Linked DNA regions of Rattus norvegicus: region 2 is linked to region 1. The links are chromatin contacts, called in public Hi-C maps. All regions are on one chromosome and are shown on one strand. The core of a region is the stretch at or near the end of the contact, and the rest is flanking DNA. Distances in the headings are between cores, read along the strand shown. Region 1 has its middle 17 kb from the start of Mir760. Region 2 overlaps Bcar3 (BCAR3 adaptor protein, NSP family member).

What was found. Hi-C and Micro-C count contacts between places; a contact is called where the count stands out from the background.
Region 2: a Hi-C map of the A7r5 cell line shows a contact between it and region 1, with 6 times the contacts expected there. The contact joins two enhancer-like sites. A contact is called at or near these places in 5 of 12 Hi-C or Micro-C datasets (the A7r5 cell line, the Rat2 cell line, Schwann cells and 2 more).

Annotation. Positions count from the first base shown.
Region 1 is chr2:213,091,956-213,096,893 of GRCr8, reverse strand. No RefSeq gene overlaps it. Among named protein-coding and RNA genes, the nearest start is that of Mir760, 17 kb to the right of the region's middle. Within about 2 kb of position 1,958, at least 1 of the 93 cell types and tissues checked has an H3K27ac peak or open chromatin away from gene starts, as enhancers often do. A contact at or near this core is called in the A7r5 cell line, where this site is marked.
Region 2 is chr2:213,312,374-213,317,311 of GRCr8, reverse strand. Bcar3 (BCAR3 adaptor protein, NSP family member) reads right to left here. Exons shown (of 12, transcript NM_001107722.1): 8 at 4,586-4,701; 9 at 479-650. Among named protein-coding and RNA genes, the nearest start is that of Bcar3, 100 kb to the right of the region's middle. Within about 2 kb of position 2,606, at least 17 of the 93 cell types and tissues checked have an H3K27ac peak or open chromatin away from gene starts, as enhancers often do. A contact at or near this core is called in the A7r5 cell line, where this site is marked.

The sequences.
Region 1 (4,938 bases), core at 709-3,208:
GAAAACCCTCCAATGAGTTTGGGCTCTCTGGACACCATGATAAGCGCCTTCTCCCTGCTGAAGAATCCACGAACACAGGTCAAGGGCATAGTGAACTGGCTCTCAGTGTGTCTGACCTAGTGGGAACATTGCTGGTCTGTGTACCAGCCATCGTACCCTGTGCTCACCAGGGTCACAGCCACCTGCTCTTCCCAGGCGGTAAGAGCAAAGGCACGGACCCTCTGACACCCACCAAACGGATCCTGTTAACAGGAATTGGCTCCAGCGTTTTCAATGACACTAAAGCCGGGGAATCTGTTTTCAAGATAAGTAAAAATTCTCTTTATCCCGACTTCGTATTTTTGCCCATATTTTCTTCGCCCCCGTCTCAGAAGCTTAGGTCTCTGTCCACACAGTTTCTCCCTGGTACCCTTCTTCCCCACTTTAATAAAAATTTACCGAGCACCAACTTTGCTCCAGGCACTGCGTTGGGTTACATGGGGAAGAACTGCAGGGACAATTTGCCTCCATAAAGTGACTAGAGTTATGGGTTGGCAGAAACGAGCAGAGCACAGAGCAGCAATTTAATTACGCACGAATGTGCTCCCCCCGCCTCCTGAGCGGGTCGTTTTGTTTGTTTGTTTGTTTGTTTGTTGGTCTTGCTGTGCTTCTGAGGCATCCGTACCACCACCCAGGAGGCCCAGAGCCTCCTCCTCCTCGCTCTATGTTTTTTTTTTTCTTTTTTGGTTCCCTCCCCCCCCCCCCCCCCCCCGGAGCTGCGGACCGAACCCAGGGCCTTGCGCTTCCTAGGCAAGCGCTCTACCACTGAGCTAAATCCCCAACCCCTCGCTCTATGTTTGTTTTCTCACTCTCTCAGGACACAAGAGAGAGTTACTTCTTAGGCTCCAGGGAGCTCAGAGGAGAAGAAATTGGTAGATTTAAGAAAGAGTGAATCTATTTCTCAACACGGAAATAGCTTTCTATGGGGGGGGGGGTGTCTGGTTTTCACCTCAATTTTCCCTTCAGATCAGAGTCTGGAGTAGTGAACTCGGCCTATTCTCCCCCATGAGCCCTTCCTGTTTTAGAGACCTTGGTATTCTCGAGACGTGGTGGAAGCACGTGGAATTAGTGGCGTGATAGGGTCACAGGGTAGTCTGACACACCGTGGGCAGTCAGTCTAGGTGTGTGGAATGGTTGCAAGCCTCGCCTTGTAATTTTAGAGCCACAGGAGGATGTGAGAGGAGCAGCCTGGCTGGGCGGGGAGGTGGTCTGGACAGCAGACTGGCTACGGCCTAAGCAGTGACCAGATGGAGGCCACTCCTCATCCACCTGTGGGATTCCAAGGTCAGGTTCACAAAAAAAATAATTAATCAATCTTTACAAATCACTATTTTTCACTGGACTGGGGGCTGTGCCTAAGGCTGTAGCTGAACTGTAGAATCCGTACCCGAACAGGGCTGCCTTGTCTGGCCTCAGTGGAAGAGGACACACCTAACCCTGCAGAGACTTGATACGCCAGGGTGGGGGGATACCTGGGAGGGCCCCACACTCTCAGAGAAGAAAGGGGGTGGGGAGACTCTGTGAGGGGAGACCGAGAGGGGGCAGTGTTTGGTATGTGAATAAATTAATATATTAATATATTTTTTTAAAAATCATAAAAGAAGTATATTTATGAAAAATAAAATTTTAATAAAACAAAATTGGGGGGAATTGCTGTTTCTCAAAAACGAAGTGGATGCAGAACAGTGCAGGTCATCCTTTCAAGGAGGCGACGAAAGGCCATTTTGGTTTGTTGGTTGGTTGTTTGTTGTTGGGGGTTGAACACAGTGTCTCATACACACTAAGCAAGCAGTCTACCGTGAGTGATTCCTCTCGGCCTGCGCAGCGACTTGGGGACATAGAGGAGAACACTCCATGAGAGTAAAGACTATGTTGTCTTAGTCACTCCTGTGAGCCGCTAGGCTATCCAGCAGACACATGTATTAGTCACAATGGACGCACGCCATGATCGAGTTTCTTTTATTCATGGTGGCATAACCTCCCTGAGAAGCTAAGAGAATACTTTCGTGTGTTCTGCCAAATAGTTTCCCCCAGGAAATGGTTTAAAATCATGTTGTGATTTCTAGCTTTACTTTCACTAGCGAGTAATTCATAAAGTCAGTCGGAAATTAAAACTGGCTCGGCGAGCAATCGCTGGTCACACTGAAAGCCATTCAGCTATGGCCCAACGAGTTCAAGGCAATCATCCGGGTACCAAGATCCCGAGGAACCCAACAAAAACAAAGACAGAACCAAGCGCCCCAGCTATCTAAACTGTGATTATAGAAACAGGTACCAACTGGTATGTTACTAAGTCCTGAAATCGCCCTCAAGTGAGCAAACACTACAAGAAACCAAAAGTAAAAAGACCCAAAGACAAAAGAGACACTCATAAGAACAGAACTAGCTTGTCTGTCCTGAGCCTGGCAGGGCGACACCATTGGCCATCTGTTCCCTGGTCCCTACACCTCCTGCTAAAGCAGTGCAGACTCGCTGACAGGAGTCCCTGCTGCTGCTGCTGCTGCTGCTGCTGCTGCTGCTGCTGCTGCTGCTGCTGCTGCTGCTGCTGCTGCTGTGTGGTATCCCCTGGCTTCTGTGAGGCTCTGTGAGGGCTGACTTAGCCTGGATGAGAGGGCATGGCAACTTGCATTACCCTCTGGTTCCAGAGGCTGAAAGTTCATGACATGAGGCTTTCAAAAGATGCAGCGTCTCGAGCCAGGCACTGCGTGTATCACACTATCTCCTTAAGTTACCCGTGTAGAAGGGTTCACCCTCCCTCTCCCTCCCCTCCTTTCTCATTCTCCTTCCCTCCTCTTTCCCCCTCTCCCTCCATCTCTCCCCCCTTTTCCCTCCCTCAGTTATTTTACAAATAAAACCAGGGAAACTGAGAGGAGTCTGAAGTCGGTCTGCCTCTGCAGCCAGCTCCCTGAGGTCTCAGGCCTTGCTGAGACCTTGAACCTTCCCGGAGGCCTCCGTGTCTTCCCTAGCAACAGTCACACTCTTATTCCCCTTCTCTTTTCCTTATCTACCTAACTCTGGGGTGCTGCCTAGTCCAAGACAGACACCCTCCCATACACATTACAGACTTTCCTCCTGCCCTTTAAAGCCCTTTACTCTTTCACTAGGCTCCACTCCTCAGCCATCTTCCATCCTCCCTCTTCCCTCCTCCCTCCATCTTCTATCCTCCATCCTCCCTCCATCTTCCCTCCCACCTCCCTCCTCCTTCCTCCTTCCTCCCTCCTCCCTCCTCCCTTCTCCCTCCTCCCTCCTCCCTCCTCCCTCCTCCCTCTTCCCTCCATTTTCCCTCCCTCCTCCCTCCTCCCTCCTCCCTCCCTCCTCCCTCCTCCCTCCATTTTCCCTCCCTCCTCCCTCCTCCCTCCATCCTCCCTCCCTCCTCCCTCCTCCATCCTCCCTCCTCCATCCTCCCTCCTCCCTCTTCCCTCCCTCCTCCCTCCTCCCTCTTCCCTCCCTCCTCCCTCTTCCCTCCCTCCTCCCTCCTCCCTCCTCCATCCTCCCTCCATCCTCCCTCCCTCCTCCATCTTCCCTCCTCCCTCTTCCCTCCCTCCTCCATCCTCCCTCCTCCCTCTTCCCTCCTCCCTCCTCCCTCCTCCCTCCTCCACCCTCCATCCTCCCTCCCTCTTCCCTCCCTCCTCCCTCCTCCCTCCTCTCTCCTCCCTCTCTCTTCCCTCCTCCCTCCATCTTCCCTCCTCCCTCCTCCCTCCCTCCTCCCTCTTCCCTCCATCCTCCCTCTTCCCTCCTTCCTCCATCCTCCCTTCTCCCTCCTCTCTCCTCCCTCTCTCCTCCCTCCTCCCTCCATCTTCCCTCCTCCCTCCTCCCTCCTCCCTCCTCCCTCCTCCCTCCTCCCTCCTCCCTCTTCCCAAGCCCAGGCACCAGTTCACAGAACATCTTACCTTCCCACACCCAGTCAGGCCTAGGCTTTCTCCCATTTCCCTCCCCTTCCCCCTCCCTGTTTTCACGCATACACTCTGCACTCACTCTTCCCTAATCTCCAATCCTCCTGGCTCTGCCAGGCCCAGGGAAACCTCCATGTTCCCCCAGACAGCTTCCCACCCAGGCTGCAGCAACTGCCCTCCTGTGAGACACTGCTTTCTTAGGCCTCCGGTTTGACTACAAAGCCTGTGAGGACTTTGCTATTTGGTTAAATACTTGAGATCTATGTTCACACCTGCCCTTGACTTTCCGGTGCTGTGCACCTGAGCTAACTGCCATGCTTGCCTGTGTCCCAGAGTGGAGTTGTCTGGGTTTGTACCCCAGTCCCTGCTCTTACCCGTGATCATGAATTCTGAGAACGACTTGGGTCCTCTCGTGAAGACCTGTTAAAATAGGTCTATTACTGCCACTTTTAAGCTTTTATCAGCTATCATGGTCAGACTTTATTCTACAACGAGGGCAGCCTCTTCTAGTTGTGGGGTATGAAAATCCTCACCACCCAGTTTATATTCCAGGCAGAGTCCAGGACAAGCCACAGAGCAAGCGTGTAGCACATCTGAGGTTGCTAAGTGGAGAACAAAGTGGCTAGACAAGAAACCATGGTTTTAAATATAGCCCAGTAACCCTGAGAAAGTCACAGCGTTCTGTGATTCTACAAGCACTCACTGCGGTCCTTGGAACTCAGTAAGTGCTGGTGATGATTGCCTGTTCCGCACTGTTTTTATAAATAGGAAAGCAGGGGCTGGAGATGTGGCTCGGGAGGTAACTACACTAATGGCCTTTCCCTGGGACCCTGGTTCAATTCGCAGGAAAACAATTGTAAGTTCATTTCCGGGGGATCCATGTGCCCTCTCCTGGTCTCTGTGGGTGCGAGGCACACATGGTGCACAGACATTCATTCAGGCAAAACACCGGTACACAGAAAATAAAGGAGAACCAATCAAATGTTACAATCATTTTAAGGAGAAA
Region 2 (4,938 bases), core at 1,357-3,856, 220 kb before region 1:
TCGTGATGTAAATATCTGATATGTACAATGTCTGACATATGACTCCTTTGATGCTCAAAGAAGTCGTGACCCACAGACTAGGGACCGCTGGTTTAGGGATTCTCTGATATGAGCTCCTTAAATGCCAAGGTATCACCAGTCATTACCCCAAATAGCCACATCCCTGAGGACACCAGTAGATGCAGCCTCTGTCATGCCGTAAACTCCAGCATGGTGTCTTACCCTAACTGGTTCTTCAGGAATATTGTAAGGCTAACTCTTGTTATTATGTATCAAAGATGAGCTATTGAACTATCAACAGTTACCAGTGTTTTTATAACAGAATCAAAATACTGAGGACAGGGCTCTTGGCGGCCCGTAAACGGTGCAGCTTTCACTAAAATTTAGTTTATCTTTAGAGGTTGCCAGAGCAGTCGGATGTGCACGGTGTCAGTGTACAGAACTCTGTGACAAGTGTTGTGTGGGAAGCTCATCTCACCTGAGGCATCTCGAGGGCTTTCATGATGGCTGAGAAGGAATAGAGGTCTCCCATGGTGTCCTTCAGTTCCATTGCCACCTGGATGATCTTATTAAGGGTTCCTGCCCGGTTCTCCAATGTGCCCGTGCAGCCCAGAATGTCCACAGCAATGCCAATGGCCATGGTGTTGTGTCTAGATAGGAGAAGGCCAAGAGTAGGGCTTGGGTCAACAAGAGGAGGAGAAGATGGCCTTAATTATCCGGAAGGAGGGTTATTTGTGTGCCACTGGCTGGGAGCCAGTTTGGAAAGCTGATCTCAATAAAATCCACCCCACACCAGACAAAGAATGCACTATCAATTCAGAAAGTAAGATGCTCTAGAACATAGCCAGGTTCAACCCTGGACATGGGACCATGAAGAGGACCTCCTGGGCAGGAGGACCTCAAAAGTGCACATGGCTACATGTTCCCTCTCCCTTAGGAGATATCACATCCCCAATATACAGGAAATGCTACCCCTGAGGAAGAATGCTACCCCTTAGTGGGAATGGAAAAGAGAGGGGAAGAGTGGGAGACAGAGATGGGGGGTGTTATAAACTTGATTCAAGATGTCATGGGTATCAGAACAAGAGGAAGAGAGAGGACTCAAGGAGTGTGTTCTGTAGCCGGAACACAGACTCCACAGAGAGACGGGGGAGGTAAACAAAGACTGAAAGACAGGCAGGAATTTGCTGTAAGGTCAGACCCTAATAAAACAAAGTATCTACTCCTCCGCCCCCATTCTCCCTTTTTCTCACCCTAAATTACGAGGGTCATATTCAAGAGTCTCAGGGCAGGAAACACAGTGACTTTTCTGTGCATAACAATGGGGTCCTATATGCGGGTCGGACAGTGGCAGGAAGCTCAGACAGTGAGTTCCTCCCTCTATAATCCGAACCCAGGAATTCACTGCCCAAACTGAATTTACTGAATTTACTGGCCAGACTGTCTTAGTCTTCCAGGCTCACGGGCAAACACTGGAAGTAAAACTGTAGCTCTGATTCCTAAGATCCCAGAGCCTTTGAGTCCCAGCACCAGCGCTGCTGTTCCTGCTGTTCCTGCTGTGCCCGGGTAGGTGTTCCCTCAGCCTTAGTGAGCAGGGGTGGTGGGCACGTGCCTCGCCTTCCCAATTCTAAAACCTGTGAGCTGAGTTATGAACTCTGCTGTCTCCGTGTGTGTGTGTGTGTGTGTGTGTGTGTGTGTGTGTGTGTGTGTGTGGTACACAATTACAAAGCAAGGGCAAGGTTTATAAAATATAGACTATGGGCACAAAAATAACTTACCACCTCTATAATGTAAGCCTCTCCTCCCTCCCTGTGTGTGTGTGTGTGTGTGTGTGTGTGTGTGTGTGTGTGTGTGTGTGGTACACAATTACAAAGCAAGGGCAAGGTTTATAAAATATAGACTATGGGCACAAAAATAACTTACCACCTCTATAATGTAAGCCTCTCCTCCCTCCCTCTGTGTGTGTGTGTGTGTGTGTGTGTGTGTGTGTGTCTCTCTCTCTCTCTCTCTCTCTCTCTCTCTCTCTCTCTCTCTCTCTCTCTCTCCTCTCTCAACCCCCTCCCCAAGGTGCTGTGGACTGAACCCAGGGCCTGTACATCCAGGGCGAGCACTCTACACCTGACTTATGTCTCTAGCCCATCTTACCCTTTAAGTCAGGGTCTCATTAATTTGCCTCCTCAGTTACTGAATCTCTGGTCCTCCTGACTCAGTCCCTTGTACAAGCTGTAACTGACAGGGTTGTCTCCACCAGGCCTGACTACCTTGACTCATTTTGTCTGTTTGTCCCACCTCTTTCCTTTTCCCCCAACTATGTCCCATCCCTGATTTCTTGTCTTTCTAACCAATGAATCCAACTGGATTCCCAAAGGATAAACTTCGTGTACTTGTTAAAGAGTTGTGTCTCTTAATGAAGTATTAACTCACACCACAGGTGCTTCTTTCCCCTGCTTCACTCACGTGGCGTGCCATCAGTGGCTAACCAGCTAATAGGCTAGTGACAATCACTTGCTCACCATCTGCTGGGGACTTCCTGGTGCTGGTGGTGTGTGTGTGAATGACTCAGTCTGTGGTTGACATGTCAGTGGCCAGCAGCTAGCCATACCCACATCTTACCAGAAGAATGCTTCCAGCTTAGCCTGCCTGGGAATGAGTTAGTAAATGACGGCCAGGGTAGTCTGTATTTGATTCCAGATCAGGAAAATGAAGTCATTGAGCAGTTCAGGGCTCCCAAGACCTTTGCCTCTATTTAGTTAACACACTGTAACCAGTCACTATCCCCAGACTCTCTGAGTAGAGAGCCCACCATCAGAAAGAGATAGAAACAAATTAGAGTGCAAGATTCTAGGCAAGCAGCAAAAAAGGATGGGTCTGGACAGAGTTGAAGTCAGAAGACAAGCAAGAGAGTGGCCCTGCAGCCTCTGGCCATGGCTTAGGTCCAGAGCTCAGGTCCCAGCACACCGTGTCTCAATACCAGGGGGAAAAAAGTGTTTGGAGTTTCCAGATTGCAGTGTATCTACTCGGAATGAGGAAGTGAGGGTGACCACTCTACCCAGACAACACAGGGGAAGTGAGGCGAGCTCCTGGGCATGAGGAGGAGGAGGCTGAAGTGAGGAGTCAGGAGAAGCAGGTGGCTCAGTAGGACATCAAAGTCCCCAAAGCTTGCCTGGACAAAGTTTGAGGGAACTCTCTAACACATCTGCCCTCCTCCTGACCCCACCCCAGCCTCCGCCCCACTCCCGCTGAGCCATAGCCTAGGCTGGACTCCCTGTACCTATGACAGCCTGGCCTGGAAATTGTGATCCTCTTCGCCTGTTTACCAGTGCTGGATTACAGACACGTCACCCCACACTCATGTGTGTAAAGCTGTGTGGAATGTAGCCTTTACTCCCAGAGGCCGACAGCTGTTTGCACAAGTAGATAAGTAGATATGATTAACACTTGAATCAAAGGTTCTCATCTCTCGGTTCCCTCTGCCACCCACACACAGTGGCCACAACAGTCATTGGTCTGAGCACAATTCCTGCATCATAGAAAACTCAACTGGCCAGGGCTGTACCCAAGAATATCAAGGAAGCTGTAACAGTCATGCTGTGAAATAATTTGCACACTAGTGAGCATGGGGGGGGGGGCAGCTTTTGTTTAATATGAAAATCTAGTCTTCTGTTTCTTGTCTCTAAGCATTCTGAGGGCATGCTTTTGTTTTGTTTCATGGCTTGTTTATTGTTTGCAACAAAGCTTTATTGTGTAGCCTGGGCTGGACTTAAGCATCCTGCCTCAGCCCCCATTACTAAGATTACAGATACCTGTGTGTTTGAATAAACACCCAGTGTGGTGGTGAGTACTGTCAACTTGAGAGAATCCAGAATCAGCAGGTTGATGGGCCCCTGGGGGACTTTATTAGCTGAGGTAGGAAGACACTGCCCTGTAGGCAGGGCACTCTCCAGCTGGGACCCTGCTCTGTGTATGGGGAAGGCATGGAGCAGCAGCTTGCATTCCTGACTGAAGACACAGCCTGACCACATTTGTCAATTTCCTGCTGTCTAAGCTTCCCCACCATGACAGACTATGAACTGAAATAAATCCTTTCTTGGGATGCTCTGGCCAGGGTAATTTAGTACAGCAACAAGAAAAGAACTAAGTACCCAGGGGTTGCAGTGTTCCTGAAGCAGGGCAGAATGGTTTCAGAGCCTGGGGATCCCCAGTCGTCCTCCTGTCCACCCCTAAAGAGGGAGGTCAGAATCCGCTCTCCTCAGTCTTTCCTGACCCTAACTAATTCATCAAGAGGTGTTAAGCTCCAGAGACCCCATGAGACCTCCTGAAAGCAGCAGGAAGGTGCAATGTTCTGGCTGCAGCCTCAAACAAGGCCAGTCTCCAGCCTCTGTTTGGGGATGGGGCAAGGAGGGCGTGATGTCCCAGACGTGGGCTGCACTGCCTGCTCATCTCCAGGTACTCTACAGCGCAGGCTTGAGAAGGGTCATGAGTGACTCCAGGACAGTCTGATGCTGCTTCCCTCCTCAGCATCCTGCTGCTGCATGGATACCTGCAAGGAGCTGACGGTGTGGGAACGCAGACGCGGCACACTCACCTTTCAATAATGTCCAGGCGCAGCTGGCGTCCGTGAGGCAAGGTAATGAGTTCCAGTCCCGAGCTCACGCCCATGCTCCTCTTCATGTCTTCAGAGACTTCCAGTATCCTAGCAACCTGTCGGAGCCAAGGAGAAATTCGCTGGATCAGGGAGTGTGTTGGGCCCGTGTTAATTTACAACGAGGAAAGATAGAAATACAGTACACGGAAGCCGGGTGGCTGTGGATGGAAGGCGCTTGGATCTCTTTGAGAGACAGCATGCAAAATGTTCCTTATATATGACATTTGAAGAGTTTAAATATACATAATAAAATATAAAACTGGGTGAGGGGCTGGGAAAAATAGTTTGGTCTA